Linked DNA regions of Sus scrofa: region 1 is linked to region 2. Evidence: chromatin contacts called from public Hi-C data. All regions are on one chromosome and are shown on one strand. Each heading gives the region's core, a stretch centred on a gene start, on an enhancer-like site or on the middle of the called end of the contact. The rest is flanking DNA. Distances are from core to core; before and after follow the strand shown. Region 1 overlaps AK8 (adenylate kinase 8). Region 2 holds the start of DDX31 (probable ATP-dependent RNA helicase DDX31).

Region 1 (2,844 bases), core at 206-2,705, 100 kb before region 2:
TTTTTTTCTCATTTGCCTGCCAAGCCAGGGGGCCTGCTGCTGGGGAGCTGCCTGCCGGCTGCAGCAGGTCAGCGGCGTGGGCACTGAGTCTTTGCCTTTGGCTCTGTGGACGTGGACGTGGACGAGGCAGAGAGGGGAGTGATGGGAAGTAACGGAGAGGGAGCGTAGGAACACGCAGCCCAGAACACCCTCCTGAGTGGCACACGCCCCAGACCTAATGTACTTTTCTTGGAAAAAGAGCCAGTATTAAAAAATTGTTATTTCCTGGCACCACTGTCTGCCAAACAGATTTAAATGTTGCTCTTAAGCAATGGAGTTGTTAGGATATAGACTTTGGGATCTAAAGAAGTCTTAGAAGACACCATTCCCTCTTGTGTCTGGGAAGCACCCGCCGGCCAAGATGGGGGCTGGTGACTTGAGTTTGTCACCAGTCACTGGGGCAAGTGACTTGAGTTACAAAGGAGGCGACCTTGCTCCCCGCCGAAGAATTGCGGAGTGCGACGGAGTCTCCTTTCTCCTCGTTCTCATCCTGTGTGGGTTTTAGAAATCTGTTTATCATTTTAAGTGCTCACTTGGGGCGCAGGATCCATGACTGGCCAGCAGGTGGCAGTAAATAACAAACAAACAGCATCACTAACACCTGGCCCAGGGAGCTGACCCTGCTGGTGCTGCAGGTCCTTCCAAGATACTCCTGATCTCTGGGTACGGCTTCGAGGAGGGCTTGCGGGCCACAGCTGCCAGGAGTCACATCACCTGGAGAGTCTCCCAGAAATTGCAGAGTTTAGCTTTCACTGGATGACGGTCTGGGCCCCAAAGAGCCCAACCCGTACCCTGGCCAAGCCCCCAGCAACCTGGGGAAGGGGTCTAGGGTCAGGGGAGCTCCATTTCTTTCAAGCAAATAAAATGGAAGTAACAAGCAAAACCAAAAGCACCCCTCTTCCTCCTCCACAACGCTGCTCTTTCCAAGACTCCCCCACTGGGCTGGCCCGGGAGGGCGTGGGACCCAGGGGCTGTGCTGAGACGTTAGGACTCGGGAAGAGGAGAGCGTGCTGGGTCTCCCAGGAACCTGACAGGTGCCACATGTCCCCTTTAGTGGATTTCAAATGGGGCCTCGAGGAGGGAAAGACGTTGCAGGGGCAGTTCAGGCTGTGCGTGTCTGTGTGTCTGTGTGTGTGTGTGTGTATCTGTGCTGTGTTGTGTGCAGCGGGGGTAGGTGGAGTGTGCGTGTGGGTGTGTAAAGTGTCCTGTCAGGATGCGTAGAGGCGGTATAGGTGAGTGCCTGAGTGTGTGTGTGTGTGTGTGTGTGTGTCAGGTGTGTGGTGAGAGACCCTGCTTTCTTATCTGCCCGGGGTGGTGGGTGGGTTAAGTGGCTTTTCCTGGGTGCGTCAATCAACCTCAGGTCTTTTTTACCCTTAAGCACCAGCTGAGGGAGCTATTTCCTTCCTCCACTTTCCGGCCTAGCCCGGGGTGGGGGCGGGCAGCTCCCTCGGCCTCCGTGGCCTCAGCGCCCTCAGGCCCTTCCTCCCCCAGCTGGGCCCTGGGGCAGGAGCGCTGGCGGGGATGCAGCCGTGGGGACAGCAGGCGGCCACGTGGTGCGGCGGGAAGGGGTCTGAGGGAGTCCCTTCTGTTCGGTCTCCGGAGGCCCGTCTCTGCCGGCACTGCTCTCCCCGGCCTCCCTGACGCCCGCTGGCCGGCTCTCTGGGCTGGACTTGACGGAGGATGTCAGACCTGCAGCCCGGGAGGACAGTCCTGTCCAGTTACTCACGGTGGCCCGATTCACGCTGGTACCATCTCCTGTCCCCGCTGCGGGACTGCCATGCAGCAGGGAGCTTGACCTGGGGCCCGGGCCTCTGAGCAGAAACGGCTCCCTTTCAGGACCAAGGGCGGGGGCACGTGTCCTGGGTGGGGTCAGTGGGGGACCCAGTGGGATCCCTGTGGGGCCTGGGAGCCTCTCGCCCATGACCATGGCTCCCCGTCAGCCCCTGTGCCGAGCACACCGGCTGGCAGGGAGCAAATGGGTTGAGATTTTAATAACCTCGAAGTCCGGGTGAAAACTGCTGTCTTTGATGGAAGATTTTTCAGAAGGAAAAAAAAAAAACCCAAACCTGAAACCATACGGTGTGGCCTTATGAAATAATGGGATATTTATAGTTTGCACTTTGCTAAATTTAGGGTTGGCAGGACATTCCGGGGAGGTAGCCGCTGGCGGTAGCTTCTACTCAGGGTAAGATGTTAACTGTCAAGCCCAGAAATCAGGCCCGAGGCACCCGACTCAATGGAGAGAGACTTGCGACCGGGCTGGAAGTCGCTGTCTGAGCGGAGGATGAAGGGTGAAGGACGGCACTATCAAGGAGACGGAAACTTCTGGAAGAACACAGCCAGCGAGATCTGTTCCCAAAGGCGGCGCAGTTGCTGAACCGGCTGGTCAGACCGCGTGGGGCTGGAACCGTGGGTCTGCGGTGGGGGTGGGCGAGGCAGCAGCCCTGCAAGGCGCAGAGCAGAAAACCTGGTACAGGAGATGGGGCCTGCGTGCCGCTGCCGGCAAGGTCCCTGGCCCTGGAGGCTGCGTCCGGAGGGGTCCGTCCTTGTTTCCCACCCTCCGAGGCAGGAGTGCAGCCCCGCCCTGCAGGGGAGGCGCCCTGGCCTGGCAGCCCTCTCTTTCCGAAGCCCCGGGAGCCCCAGTGACCGATACTCAACCTTGACTGAGACCTAGAATGGTTAAGGGCCTGGTGTGAGGGTCTGAGCCACTTCCCCAGGATCGCCCAGGAAGGGCAGACCTGCGAAAATACCTGCCGTGATGCCAGGCTCCTGAGCAGTGCTTCAGGGTCCAGAGCGGAGCTACAG
Region 2 (2,700 bases), core at 59-2,558:
CTGAAGTTCTGAAGGCAAACTTTGTTAATATGAAGCCAAAAGCACTAAATCTACACGGAGATCTTGGGCTTGAAGTTTAAAACTGCACTGAAGTTTAAGAATTTCCAGAGGCCTTATTTTTTCATGCCACATCCGAAAAAATTTCAATTATTGAAGAAAAACTGGAGTACTAACCCCTACATCCATATTTATTTATCCATCTGCCCAAGATGAGAAACAAGGACCATTTCATAATAAAGTCACTGAAACAGGTAAGACGATGGAGCAAGCCAATTTTTCTCCTCCAAAGCCAAAGAGGCGCAGGGAGAGGGCACATCACAGTAAACAAAGCCAGCCGAGGTCCTCGGGGAGCAAGCCCCAGACAATAGGAGCGACGGTCGAGGCAGGTCTGGGGTTGGGTCAACAGGGGGTGGAGCCTCAGAAAAGACCAAGGAAAGAAAATCTACACTAGCAGCCGGCCCGACGCAGGGGTGAGGGAAGAAGCTGGCTCCGAGAGGGAGCTCCCGAAATACACGTGTATTTGTGTCAGGAGGAAGTGTGAGATCCGGGAAACGGAGCACAAAAGGCTAGATTTGTTGTTTGTTGTTTTAAGCTACGATGACCCTAGCGGCTTATCCCCAAGCGCTGGGTGCAAGGAGGGGAATCCCGGGACTAGGCGTGGGTCGGGATTCCCCAGGGACCGGTGACGCGGCCGCGGGAGGGGAGTAGGAGGAGATCCCAGGGCTGGGGCCCGGGGATGACTTACTTTGAGGAGGCAGCTGTTGAGAGGCGCGGGCACGGAGGTGCGGTGGATAACCAGGTCCTGGCCCGGGTTGTGCACGTCGCAGATGAGCTCCAGCACAGCGATGCTACGGGCGGTGGACACCGACACGCGGTGGTCCTCGGACCACGCCAGCGGCTCCAGGCCGCTCACCGCATACTGCAGCCTCACGGCCGGCTCCCGCCGAGTCACCAGGAGGCGGAACGCGGCGCTGGGCCCGGGGGCCGGGTCCGCCACCGGCCCCTTCCCGCCCGCCTCGCCCTCTTCTTCCTCGGCGGCGCAGGCCGGTCGGCCGCGGGCCCCACCCGGGCCTTGTCGGCCGTATTCATCTCCCCTCAGAGGCTGAAGCCGGACCCCGGGCGCGCCAACTCCGCGTCGCCGTCCGGTTGCCGCCTCTTGCACCGCGGCCGCCGGCCCCCAGCGCCCTCCGCGGCGGTTTTCTTCCCCTTAGGCCCGGAGCGCCGCCGAGCCAGGAAGGACCCCGCCGTTGCTAGGCGACCCAGCCCTGCCAGGTGGCCAAGGCGCTGCCTGTAAAAAACGCGCCTCCTCCGCGGGCTGGACCGCGGGTGGGCAAGGGGCACGCAGCCGCGAGGATCCCCACCGGGTGATCGAGCCCCAGGCCCCTTTAGGGACCTCCCGGGGCAACTAAATGCTGGGGAAAGAGTAACCCGGTGGCAAAGGAAGGAATGCTGGTTAGACCAGGCACGCCTTTTCTTCTGGAGGAATTCAAAGAGCTGCACAAGCATGAACTCTGGGGTCGAGTGGGACTTGGCACCTCTGCCGCAGGCCAGGCCACGAGGGGCTCAAGCGGGGCAGCCCCCCACGCGCTGCGGCCCCAGCCCCGAGCGGCGCGGGCCGTGCGTTTGCAGACCTTCCGGGACCCGGAAGGGGCGCGGGCGCAGGACCCTGCGGGGCAGCTACGCGGGGTCCTCGCGCGCGTCCCACGTGGGGCCGAGCCGAGCGGCGGGGCCGGTTCGAGAGACCCAGACGCGCCTTTCTGCCGGCATGGCAGCCGCCGGTGGAGCGCTCCTCCACGTTCCCGAGCCCCGCGCCGCAGCCCCCAGGACGTTCTCCAGGCCCCGCCCGGCGCAGGCGAGGCAGGTGAGTTCTGCCCCGATTTCAGATTCGTTCGCACCCGGGGCCGCTGCGCGCCGTGAGCTGCCGCCTTGCCTTTTGGTCGGGGTTCGAAGTTCAGGGGGCAAAGCCAGGCGTCGGGCAGCTTCTGGAGGAGTCGCTGAGCAGCGCGGGTCTGAGACCCGGACACCATCCTGCGGAGAGGGGGTCTCGGAGGGAACGGAGTGGGTGTGGAGGGGTGGGGGCCGGCTCGGGCTGCTAGTCGGAGGTAGCGGCGGGGACCTGAGGCTGCCTCCCAGAGAAACTGGGGACTGACGCTTGGGCGGAAGCCCCAGCCCCGTCACTCACCAGCCGTGTCTCTAAACTTATCTTAGCCGCCGTTTTCTCGACTCTAAGGGTCGTTTGTTTCCGGAATGAGAACTGGAAACTAGAGAGTTTTTTGAAGTTTTCCAAGATGGGATGTATTTTCACCCACGTGCAATGAAGGGAAGAGAAAATACACCTAGTCAATGTGGTCACCTCATTAGGTGAGAGAAAGATGCCCTACATTTAACCCAAGCCAAAGCTGAAAATCGGTTTTTAAGGTGGTTCACTAGGCTCCTAGAAAAGAGGAGAAGCAGAAAATTCATACGTTGTCATAAAAACCAGGACGGCTACAGCTTGAAGGCAAGGAAAGTGTGTTTATGTGTGTTTTCTCGAAAAAGCAACACTTAATTCTTTTGAAAAATTAAATGCCAAAGTTTAATTGGTTCTTTTCCTTTCAAACAACGTGGTGATGCTGAAATTCATTGAGTTCAGGTAAGCTCCCATCATCCAACGCCCACTGTGTTATCTTCCGGATTTGTGTGTGTGTGTGTGTGATATTC

What was found. Hi-C and Micro-C count contacts between places; a contact is called where the count stands out from the background.
Region 1: a Hi-C map of skeletal muscle shows a contact between it and region 2, with 2.3 times the contacts expected there. The contact joins the enhancer-like site here to the promoter of DDX31 in region 2. A contact is called at or near these places in 2 of 5 promoter capture datasets (fetal skeletal muscle and liver), 3 of 47 Hi-C or Micro-C datasets (fetal skeletal muscle, liver and skeletal muscle) and 1 of 2 datasets of contacts at active chromatin or transcription factors (skeletal muscle).

Annotation. Positions count from the first base shown.
Region 1 is chr1:272,556,037-272,558,880 of Sscrofa11.1, reverse strand. The region is part of intron 10 of AK8 (adenylate kinase 8); the gene reads left to right. Among named protein-coding and RNA genes, the nearest start is that of AK8, 68 kb to the left of the region's middle. Within about 2 kb of position 1,455, at least 5 of the 83 cell types and tissues checked have an H3K27ac peak or open chromatin away from gene starts, as enhancers often do. A contact at or near this core is called in skeletal muscle, where this site is marked.
Region 2 is chr1:272,453,003-272,455,702 of Sscrofa11.1, reverse strand. DDX31 (probable ATP-dependent RNA helicase DDX31) reads left to right here and starts at 1,308. Exons shown (of 20, transcript XM_003122262.5): 1 at 1,308-1,861. The coding sequence starts at 1,505. GTF3C4 (general transcription factor 3C polypeptide 4) reads right to left here and starts at 1,215. Exons shown (of 6, transcript XM_001929441.4): 1 at 1,035-1,215; 2 at 746-1,032. The coding sequence starts at 1,089.